Linked DNA regions of Macaca mulatta: region 1 is linked to region 2. A link is a contact called in public Hi-C data. All regions are on one chromosome and are shown on one strand. Each heading gives the region's core, a stretch centred on a gene start, on an enhancer-like site or on the middle of the called end of the contact. The rest is flanking DNA. Distances are from core to core; before and after follow the strand shown. Region 1 has its middle 88 kb from the start of NPAS2. Region 2 has its middle 45 kb from the start of PDCL3.

Region 1 (6,338 bases), core at 3,212-5,711, 120 kb after region 2:
TAGATCCCACAGCCATTGAAATGACAATAAAGAAATACTGTGAATAACTCCACATACGTAAGTTCAACAACTTAGATGGAATGGATCAATTCCTTGAAAACCACAAACTACCCAAACTCAAAATGAAACAGATAACCCGAATAGTACTAATTTGTAGTTGAAAAATTTTACAAATGAAATCTCCAAGCCAAGATGGTTTCACTGGCAACTTCTACCACACATATAAGAAATAACACTAAATATGCACAATCTCTTCCAGAAAAGAGGAGGGAATATATCCCGCCTAATTTTATGAGTCCAGTTTTACACTGATATCAGAACCAGACAAAGGCAGTATAAAAATTAAATCTACAAGCACTTTGGGAGGCCGAGGCGGGAGATCACAAGGTCAGGATATCAAGACCATCCTGGCTAACATGGTGAAACCTCATCTCTACTAGAAATACAAAAAATTAGCCGGGCATGGTGGTGGGCACCTGTAGTCCCAGCTATTCAGGAGGCTGAGGCAGGAGAATGGCATGAACCTGGGAGACAGAGCTTGCAGTGAACCAAGATCATGCCACTGCACTCCAGCCTGGGTGACACAGCGAGACTCTGTCTCAAAAAAAAAAAAAAAAAAAAAATTAAATCTACAAACTAATATCTCTCATCAATTTATTTATTTATTTATTTATTTATTTGACAAGGTCTCATTCTGTCACCCAGCCTGGAGTGTAGTGGCATGATCACAGCTCACTGCAGCCTCCACCTCCCAGGCTCAGGTGATCATCCCACCTTAGCCTCCCAAGTAGCTGGGACTGTAGGCATGCACCACTCCTGACTAATTTTTGTCTTTTTAGTACAGATGAGGTTTTGTCATGTTGCCCAGGCTGTTTCTCATAAATTTAAATGTAGAAATATTCAACAAAATATTAACAAATTGAATCCAGCAATATATACAAGAACTTATGTACTACAACCAAGTAGGATTTATTCTAGTTATGCAAGATTGCTTCATCATTCAAAAAATCATTCAAAGTTATCCACTGTGTCAATAAGCTAAGGAGAAATATCATATGATAATATAAATTGACACAGAAAAAATATTTGACAAACTACAACACTCTCATGATAAAAATTATCTGCAAGTTAGGAATAGAGGGAATCACTTCAACCTGATAAAGAGCATCAACAAAAAACCTGAATCTAATATCATACTTAACGGGGAAAAACTGAATACTTTGCCCCTAAGGTCAGGAACAAAGCCAGGGGAGGATATCCACTCTCACCACAGTATACATCACAGTACTAGAAGTTTTAGACTCTGCAATAAAGCATGAAAAATAAATAAAATACATACAGATTGGAAGGAAGTCATAAAACTTTCTCTATTTGCAGTTTACACAATTGTCTATATGGAAAACCCTAAGAAGTCTACCAAAAGCTCCTTTAAGGAACAGTGAGTGTATTAGTCCACTAGGGCTACATAACAAAATACTGCAGACTGAGGGGCTTCAACCACAGAAATTTATTTTCTCACAGTTCTATAAGCTAGAAGTCCAAGAGCAAGGTGCTAGCAAGTTGATTTCTGGTGAGTCCTCTCTCCTTTGCTTGCAGATCACTGCCTTCTTGCTATGTCCTCACATGATGTTTTCTCTACACTTGCATTCCTGATATCTTCTCCTCTTCTTATAAGGACACTAGTCCTATTGGATTGGAGACCCACCATTATGACCTCATTTAACCTTAATTACATCCTTAAAGCCCCTATCTCCAAATCGAGTTAACCAGCTTCAACATGTAGATTTTGGGGGAAAAACATAATACTGAGTTTAATCACATTCTAAAATATAAGGTCAATACAAAAAAATCATGTATATTTATAAAGATAGTAGTAAACAATTAAAAACAAACAAGAAATTGTAAGAGCCCCTCCCAAAAAAGAGATATGTATAAATAATTTTAACACAATGTACATAGAATCTATGTGCTGAAAACACTATAAGGCTGATGAAAGAACTTGAAGAAGACCTCAATATATGGAGAAACATACTATGTTCATGGATTGGTAGACGCAACAAGAAAAAGGCCAATTTTCCCCAAATCAATCTGTGCTTTTGATGTAATGTCAATCAAAACTCTAGCAGAATTTTCTGTAGATATTTGACAAACTGATTTTGAAATTCATATAAAAGGCAATGAAACTAGCATAGCCAAAAGAAAATTGCCTTTGGAAGAATCCCACTATCTAATTTTAAGACTTATAAGAATCAAGACAGTGTGGTATTGGCAGAGGGAGAGACACATAGATCAACAGAACAGAATAGAAAGTACAGAAATAGACACAAATCAATTTTTTTTGTCAAATGTGCAAAGGAAATTCAATGAAGAAATGATAGTATTTTCAACAAATTGTGTTGGCATTTATACACACAAAAACATGAACCTCAACCCTGCAGCTAGCTATAACCATTTAACCAGGTTTTGGGCAGTGGGATATAAGTAATTATTTCAAGATGAAGCTGTTGAGATCCTCCCAGTTCTCCAGCTCCTCTCCTGGAGGTGGTGCTGGCGAGCTACTTTCAACCACGAGGTTGAGGACAACTGGAGCAGGAGCCTTAACCCAAAGAACAACCACATGTTGAAGAAGGCAGATATGCTGGGCCAGTTGGAAACCTTGGTGAACTCATGAGGGGGTGCTCACCTTTCTGCCCTGGGCTGTTTACGTGAGGCAAAAATAATCTTTGAACTCATGTAGGCTAATACACTTGAAGATCTCTGTTATAACGAATATACATATGCATTGCAGAAAAGTATAAAGGGTAAAATAAAAGTCATTCAGGGTCTCACTGAGACCTGTCTACCCAAGAGAGACATACTTTGATCTCACCTTGGCCCTTTCGATATGCTACTAGGGTAAACTTAAAAAAAAAAAAAAAAGTTGGCTTGGTGCAGTGGCTCACACCTGTAATCCCAGCAGTTTGGGAGGCCGAGGCGGGTGGATTACCTGAGACTGGGAGTTTGAGTCCAGCCTTGCCAACATGGAGAAACCCCGTCTCTACTAAAAATACAAAATTAGCTGGGCATGGTGGTGCATGCCTGTAGTCCCAGCTACTCGGGAGGCTGAGGCGGGAGAGTCACTTGAACCTGGGAGGTGGAGGTTGCATTGAGTCGAGATTGTGCCTTGCACTCCAACCCAGGTAACAAGAGCGAAACTATGTCTCAAAAAAAAAAAAAAAAAAAAAAAAAAAAAAAAAAAAGTCAATGAGCTTGTCTAGCATTGTGGTAGATTTCTTGAAGAATCTTGGATTTGGGGAGTAAGGTATAGGAATCTATTTCCTTTTCAGCCCTTAGATTGCAACAACTCTCCCTGGAGATTGTGCCACTAACATGACTACTCAGTGCTAGAGTCAACCAGATTTTGACTGGCTGATAGTCAAGCAGCCAATCCTTGCTAATGACACGTGCCTACACCAAATCCAACAAGAGGAATGAGTATAATACAGTAGTTAGGAGCATGGTCTTTGGAGTTGAAAAGTCATAGGTTCAAATCCTAGCTTTGTTTCTTACCACCTGTGTAACTTTGGGTGGGTGTCTGAACTTGCCTGAATTTCAATTTCCTCTTCTTTAAAATGAGAATAGATAGTACCACCTCCGTCTTAAGCTTGTTGTGAGAATTAAAATCACATAGTTTGCCTCCTCTGTCGCCCATTGTGTTCATTCATTATAGTACCCATTCAAATGAATTTATTAAATATAAATTATTCACCTAGTGTCAGCTGAAAATGATGTTATCTGCCAAAAAAAAAAAAAAGAATTAAAATTTATTTTCTGGAAAAGACTGACTACACAACTTTAGTTCAAAATCCTAAATTTAGAGAGTTGACAACAAGATGAGCCAGGATAAGCTGACCTTTCCTGGTTGGTCTGCTGCAAGCACAGGATGGTGAGGGTTTGGGGTCACGAGGGTTTGGGGACTGTCATATTTTTAACAGAGCCCTTCATGGAGCTGAGTCTTTCCCCACATAAGCTCCTGCACTGGCATTCATTTAGTATAAGTGCTGAAAGCTCTCAGAAGAGCAGCAAAGACCTTGCTCTGGAAGGTCACTGGCCCCGTCACTTCAACATTCCTTTGCAGAAAAATTATAAGTGAGTCATCGAAGACACTGAATCACATGGAAGAGACTTTCAAATAATTTGCACATTGAATAAAAAAACGCTGCCTTTACCTCATCCCCAGGATGAATTTTCTGGGCCCATCACTTTAAAGTGCATTGATAGAAATTATCAGAACTCAAATCATCAGGCAATTGTTAATTTCATTCAAATCCGAAGGTCAGTGGCACAATAGGGCTTGGCATGGGTTCTTGTGCTTCTTTCACGTGGCTCAGATTTCCGCATCATTCACAGCAGTTAGTGAAGCAGCTCTGCTGCAAGGAGGGAACGGGGTGGGGGCGAAGCGGGGGGAGCTGCCAGCTGTGGCATTGTGTGGACCAGGAGATATTTCCAATTAGGCGAGAGTGGGAGGTTGCCTCAAGAGAGATAGGAAGATGACTACTCCCATGCACTACAAAAGGGAAGAGAGTTTGACTCTCTAGGGAGAGTTCGCAGTTGAGAAATGGCTGCATTTCCATTCAGTTGCCTGACTCCCTGCAAAGGGTCAGAATACAGAACTTTTCTTCCCTGTGGCTGAGCTGAGGCTGAGCTGAAGCTGAGCACGGTGAGATCACAGTGGACGCTGCAGTTCCCAGAGCCCCCCGGCTGCTGCCTATCTCTGTACCTTTGCAGAGTCTCTCCCCCTGCCCTGGATGGGACCAACAGCGGATTAGACACTGCAGAAGAAGACGTGTGAACCTGAAGGTGAAGATGTAGCAAAAAACAAAACAAATTAAAAAAACAAAAAACTACCCAAAATACAGAACAGAAAGAGAAAAAAACTTTTTGAAATGAACAAAATATCAGTGACTTGTAAGACAAATCAGGCAGTCTAATAAATACACAGTTGGAATTCCAAAAAAGGGGAAGACGTAGAGGGGAAAATACATGAAGAAACAATTTTTTCCAAATTTTGCAAAAACTATAAATCTTGAGATGTATGAAGATCAACAAAGCCCAGGAGGATAAACACAAAGAACACTACACCAGGTGAACGTCATCATCAAATCCCCAAAACCGAGTCCTGGAAAGATTATCTTAGGGACAACCAGACAAAAAAATGACACTTTACACACAAAGAAACAAAGACAGGAATTGCAGTAAATGCTTAGTAAGAAATTATCAAAAACACAAGAGACCGGAACAAAGTATTTTAAGATGACAAAAAAGAGTCACCCTAGAATTATACACCCAGTAAATATCTTCTAAATGAAAAAAAAAATTGAAGGCTTTCAGACAAAAAAAAAAAAAAAGAGGCTAAGATAATTCTTCATCAGTAGACCTGCACCATGAGAAGTGGTAAATGAAGTCCTTCAAGGTGAAGGAAAATGATACCAGATGGGAACTTGGGTCTACACAAAGAAGCGAGAAGCAACAGAAAATTTAAATACGTGATAAATAAAAATACTCTGGACTGGACACCATGGTTCACGCCTGTAATCCCAGCACTTTGGGAGGCCAAGGAAGGAGGATTCCTCTAGCCCAGGAGTTCGAGACCAGCCTGGGCAACATAGGGAGATCCAATCGCTATAAAAAATAAAAATACTTTTTTCTTATTATAATTTTTTAAAATTCCTTAAAAGGTAATTGTTTAAAGCAAAAATAACAGCATATTGTGAGGTTTATGACAAAAGTGGAAGTAAATACATAATAATAACAGAAAAGATGTGGAGAAGGGAAGTATATTACAAGGTCCTTATATGTGAGGAAGTAAAATAGCTCCTTTTTTTTTTTTTTTTTTTTGAAACAAGGTCTCACTGTGTCACCCAGGCTGGAGTGCAATGGCACAATGACAGCTTACTGCAGCCTCAAACTCTGGAGCTCAAGAGATCCTCCCACCTTGGTCTCCCAAAGCACTGGGATTACAGGGGTAAGCCACCAGGCCTGGCCGATATGATATTAATTAAAGGTAGACTTTGATAATTAAAGAAGAATATGATAAATCCTAGAACAACACACAAAAACAAAATGAAAGATATAGCTAATAAGCCGATGGTAAAATAATGAAATAAATTCAATACAAAATCAGGAGGGAAAGAGAAAAACAAGTAAAGAAGAGATGAAAAATATTTTTAAAAATTAAAAACAAATAAGATGGTAAAATTAAACCCCAAATCACATCAATAATTATATTAAATATAGTCAACCTATTCTGTCTAGTACACAAACCACTAGCCACGTGGGGCTATTGAAGTTAAGTCAAG
Region 2 (5,507 bases), core at 1,414-3,913:
ATTTCTAAGTTTTCATACCATCAGTATGACTACAACGATTACCTTGTTTGCCCTGGCCGCTGTTTCCTAACAGAGGAGGGCTGAGAGCAGGTTTGAGGCAGGGAGGCAGTTGGCCTGTTCAGGTAGGGGCCTGGAAGACAGCGCTGGGTTGGACCAGAGTCCTGGTCAGGAGCTGAGACCAGGTAACCCCCAGTGGCAGTGGGACTTACCCAGGGGCCTAGTCTGCACCCTGACTGATAGAACTCTCACACAGGTCCTTTGGGGCCCTGTTGATCAGGGCAAAGCTGTGGGAGGCAGGCTGTGGCTGGAGGTGGCAGGTATGGGGGTCCCAGTGTACATGGTGTCAGACTGGCCCATCTCACTGCCCCTGTGCCATTAGGACTGGCAGCCAGACCACCCTCAGCTTGACCCTTAGCTCCTGCCACCTGTCTTTGAGCACCAAGCTCTCAAGAGGCACATATGTACGGTTGCTTCTTAATCTCAGTAGTTATTGCAAAAAAACTAAATTATTCCTGTGATTCTTTTTGAATTTTCAATTAAAAAACCCCTCATTCGTAGTTAATATCCAGGATTCATGGTCCAGTGGGTCTTGAGTGAATGGTAATGGTATGATTCTAGAGACACCCGCAGGTGGCCCAGCCAGGCTGAGCTTCCATCATCTTCTGAAAGATGTTTCTCTCAATCCCACTTCCGATGGCAGAGGAAGTTTCCCAAACCAACTTCTCTCAAGAAAGTCAGGAAGATAGGACAGAATTTCCTCTCATTTTGCTGGAGATAATGGGGCTTTGAGGTCACTGACTCTTGAAATCTTCCTCCATCCAGATTTTTTGTTTTTCGTCAGCATAAGTACCTGGGACCTTACATGTAGCCCCTGCGTCATTTCAGAAATGACCTCCAGTGCCCAGGCTCTGATGCCCAACAGACCTGAACTTACATCCCAAGCTGAGCAAACAGCTTTTGCTCTCCAGGCCTTCATTTCTCCACAGCAGGAATGATAATACTGTGCACCTTCTAAGTACCCACAAGCACAAGAGACAATGAATGGAAAGTGCTTCAGAGCCCTGTGCTCGGGTGGTGCTGGCCGTAGCTGGACTGCGGGGATAGACGTTGAGTGTCCAGGTTCTAGCATCATGGAACAGAATCCGGCCGGTTGGGAAATCCTGCCTACAAGTATACCTCCATTAATTAGTGTCTTTTCCATGAACATTTTTATTAAAAAAAAGAAGAAAAGCTTCTCAACCCAAGGGCATGTTCAGATTTGTTGAAAGTAGTTGTAAGGCTGTTTCATTATTCACTCTACTTTTCATATGTTTGAAATACTTTGTAAGAATAAATACAATAATATCAGGCTGTGTGCGGTGGCTCATGCCTGTAATCCCAGCACTTTGGGATGCTGAGATGGGTGGATCACCAGGCTAGCCAACATTGTGAAAGCCTGTCTCTACTAAAAATACAAAAAAATAACTGGCATGGTGGTGCACGCCTGTAATTCCAGCTACTGGGGAGGCTGAGGCACAAAAATTACTTGAGCTGGGGAGGCAGAAGTTGCAGTGAGGTGAGATTGTGTCACTGCACTCCATCCAGCCTGGGTGACAGAGTGACAGAGTGAGACCTTGTCTCAAAGAAAAAAAGAAGAAGAAGGAGGAGGAGGAGGAAGAGGAGGAGGAGAAGAAGAAGAAGAAGAAGAAGAAGAAGAAGAAGAAGAAGAAGAAGAAGAAGAAGAAGAAGAAGAGGAAATAACGATATCAGCTTAAAACAAAAGAATTCATTTGAAATTTGCCAGTCTTTTAAATTTTGTTTTCTTTTTAAAAAATATTTGTTTTTGAGAGTCTCACTATGTTGCCCAGGCAGTTCTGAAACTCCTGGGCTCAGGTTCCTCCCATCTCAGCCTCTGGAGTATCTGGGATTACAGGCACATCCCACTGCACCCAGCTTTCTTTTCTTATAAGTTCAATGAAACCGAATTGTATGCTTTTGCTTTTCAAAACGCTGTGCACAAAAATGCCATTTTATATATTAAAAATTATTTCCCTAAATCTATTCTTTTGCATATAGGTTTGGTGAACCTCTGGAATGATACTCCCAAAATATTACTTTTTAAGAAATTATTTTTGGGTGGTAGCCTATTGGGTAAATTTTTCCTGAACACTCTATTTTGTATTCTTTTCATTATTTGGATAATTTTACAGAAGCAATAGTTATATTCTGTGAACACAGAGGGAGAAAGAGAAATAATAAAATTCTTTCCCCTCTCAGAGGCCCACTGGGCCGCATGCATCAAGAGTTTGGGGGCAGTGAGGTCCCGGGGTCGGTGGAAGGAGGGGACAGGGAGCCACAGGGTGGGTGCTGAGGTGGACACGGCCTTGGGGAGCACGCTGCCTAGCCAGTCCATGCCCCTGTCACAACCTTTGCCCCCAGCGCGCGGGCCTCCAGGTCTGGAATCATCCTCCACTAACCCGACACCTGCAGGCCGAGCTGTCATGCAAGGAAGCGGCCACGCAAGGGCGCGATCCAGCAGGGATCCGTGCCTGGGGTCTGTGCATCCTTCCGCAGCCAGAAGAAACCTCTTTGAGGAATGAGCTTGCAATACACCAGGGAGGGGAGCAGCGTCCCCAGAGGCTTTTCCATGCACCCTCTTTCTGAGCAGCTCCGGGTCAGCTCCCACACAAATTGCTCATAACTCATTAGTCACCCTTAATCTCTCCAACAATGACATCCTGTACTTAGGCGGTGTCTTAACCCCCTGAAAATGCCTTCGTGGCAACGTCTCTGTGGCGTAAGCGTGTCCCATTTTGCAAGGGAGGGAATTAAATTTCAGAGAAGTTAAGCGATCCAGGGAATTTCAGTAGCAGAAATAAGTCTAGAACAGAGATTACCCAACTTGACTCAAACAAATGGCAAAACGTTTGTCATGAGGAATTTAATTCTTTAAACCATTTCCTTGCTTTATCTTCTTGCTTGGAATATTCATTGCCTGTGTGCCCACTAAAACCTGCCTTCTCTGAGACCACGTTCTTTATGCCAGTCTTATCTCCCGTGCCTCCTGGGCTTAGGAATCGGATGAGCCTGATTGTGGATCTGGGTCCTGCCCCCTGACTGTGTGGGGTTACCTGGATTTCCTGAACTTCAGTCTCCCCTCATGGAAAATGGGGATGGTATGCCTTCCTAGGTGAAGGTGATCTCAATATAATTACCAGCTGGCGACTATACAGGCAGTCGCCAATCAGCCTGTGGGACACACGGGTGGCTGGATCAGTCTGGCAGGAGCAGGTGGAGAGAATTACCAGGGGATGTGCTGACCCCATGAGGACCCAGGTCCGCACTGCTCAAGACTTCACCTGCCACTTGGCATTAAAGCCTCTTTACCCTTGTCTCCCCAACGGACAATACATTCCTAGGTGCAAGGGCCTCTGCCTTTCACCGCTGCTCTCTTGGAGATGGGCAATGTAATTTCATGTATCAGAAGACGGCTGCCAAGCACCAAGTTTTGTCTGTTCCTTCCCCTGTCTCCTAAGTTCACAAATAAGCAACAGCCCTGAGAATCCTCGTGGTGGCCTTGGAACCTTGAGCACATAAAGTATATTTGGGAGTCCGGAGGGCCTTAGCTCCCTTGTGCTGGTGGGGCCAAATGAAGTTGGGTGTGTCGTGTGTGCCCTGCCAGCACGGGCACTAGCATCCGTCTCAATGCTGGCGATTCCTGGAGCACCCGTTGTTCTCTGGATGCCCCATTTACCATGGCAACATCTCTGGGCCATTGCCCGTGTGGAGGACTTCTTTTGACCACGACTGCTAATTCTGAGTCTTGTTACCTCCATGTGTGGAGGAAGGCACAGGCCCCCCTCTACAGAGGGCAGCCCCCTCTGCCCCAGGTGGGGAGCCCAGGCTGAAAGCTCACACTGCCAAGGTGGGAGTCTTGTTTACAAAGTAAGAAAAGTGGCCGGGCACGGTGGCTCATGCCTGCAATCCCAGAACTTTGGGACGCCAAGGTGGATGGATCACCTGAGATCAGGAGTTCGAGACTGGTCTGGCCAACATGGTGAAACCCTGCCTCTATTAAAAAGACAAAAATTAGCTGGACGTGGTGGCTCATGCCTGTAATCCCAACTACCTGGGAGGCTGAGGTAGGAGAATTGCTTGAATCCGGGAGGCGGAGGTTGCAGTGAGCTGAGATCGCGCCACTGCACTCCAGCCTGAGTGACAGAGCGAGACGCTGTCTCAAAAAAAAAAAAAAAAAAAAAAAAGAAAAAGAAAAGAAAAGAAAAGAAAAGAAAAGCCCATAGGCTTTGGACACAGGGCCCCGGGGATGCCGGTTTCATCTCCACGGCAGCTCCTAGAAGATGGAAACATGTGATGAGGAGGCAGGGAAGGTGGCCGAGGTGCAGGTTCTGCTCATTCTGCAGGCATTTAGATGGCACCGAGCCACCCCTCTGGACCTGCACCCTCGAGAGGGCTGTGCTGGGAGGGAGGCTGGGGCTGGAAGCTGGGGCTCCCCACCTGGCAGTGGGAGGGTCTGGCTGAAGTCAAGACCCACTGAGGCTGTAGGGTCCTGTGCGCCAGATGGGTGGGAAAGGGGTGAGGCAGGTTAGGGTAGGAGCTTTCACCCCACAGCCAGGAAGCTCTGTGCTGGAGGACACAGATGTAGATGTGAGAGCCTGTGAATGCTGTGGTCCAGGATCCCCTAGACTCTGAGTGTCTGCCTGCTGCAGGCCCAGGGGACCAGGACAATCTTCCCTCCGGCAGGGGTTGAGGACAGAGGCTCAGAAAGGGGCAGTGGCTTGCCCAAGGTTGCACAGGTTTACCAGCACTGGAAACCAAGTCTCCTCGCCACCTTCCCAGTCACTCCCCTTTCTGTCACAGCTCCGTGCCCACTGCTTCCCACCCTGCCCCCTTTCCCGCCCGTCTCATGCCCCATGGCCTCTGTGGGTACTGCGCTGGGAGCTCAGCACTTTCTAGCCTGGGGCCAGATGGCTGCAGGGCAGGCAGTGGGTGTGGGGGCTGAGACCTGAGGTGCTGGGCACGCCAGCCCTGGGGGAAATCCTGGGACGGCCTTCCTGCAGGAAGCCCACTGCTTCTCCTGGTGGTCTTAGGATCAAACTTTCTGTAGAGGGGCTTGGGAAGCCATTGTGTGCAAACTCCCTCTCAACACATGGTAAAAAAGCAGTATGTGGCCGGGCGCGGTGGCTCACACCTGTAATCCCAGCACGTTGGGAGGATCACCTGAGACCAGCCTGATAAACATGATGAAATCCTGTCTCTACTAAAAATACAAAAATTAGCTGGGCGTGGTGGCAGGTGTCTGTAATCTCAGCTACTTAGAAGGTTAAGGCAGGATAATTGCTTGAACCTGGGAGGTGGAGGTTCCAGTGAGCCGAGATCTCACCAAGCACTCCAGCCTGGGCAACAAGAGTGAAACTTCATCTAAAAAAAAAAAAAAAAAACAAAAAACAGTCGCATGTGATCAGAGCCCAGAAGATCCATTCTGAGCGCTTCCAGCAATAAGGGGACCA

What was found. A called contact is a pair of places that touch in the nucleus more often than the background predicts.
Region 1: a contact with region 2 is called in a Hi-C map of fibroblasts, with 1.9 times the contacts expected there. The contact joins two enhancer-like sites. A contact is called at or near these places in 2 of 14 Hi-C or Micro-C datasets (fibroblasts and liver).

The regions. Positions count from the first base shown.
Region 1 is chr13:8,879,715-8,886,052 of T2T-MMU8v2.0, forward strand. No RefSeq gene overlaps it. Among named protein-coding and RNA genes, the nearest start is that of NPAS2, 88 kb to the right of the region's middle. Within about 2 kb of position 4,462, at least 2 of the 40 cell types and tissues checked have an H3K27ac peak or open chromatin away from gene starts, as enhancers often do.
Region 2 is chr13:8,758,373-8,763,879 of T2T-MMU8v2.0, forward strand. No RefSeq gene overlaps it. Among named protein-coding and RNA genes, the nearest start is that of PDCL3, 45 kb to the left of the region's middle. Within about 2 kb of position 2,664, at least 6 of the 40 cell types and tissues checked have an H3K27ac peak or open chromatin away from gene starts, as enhancers often do.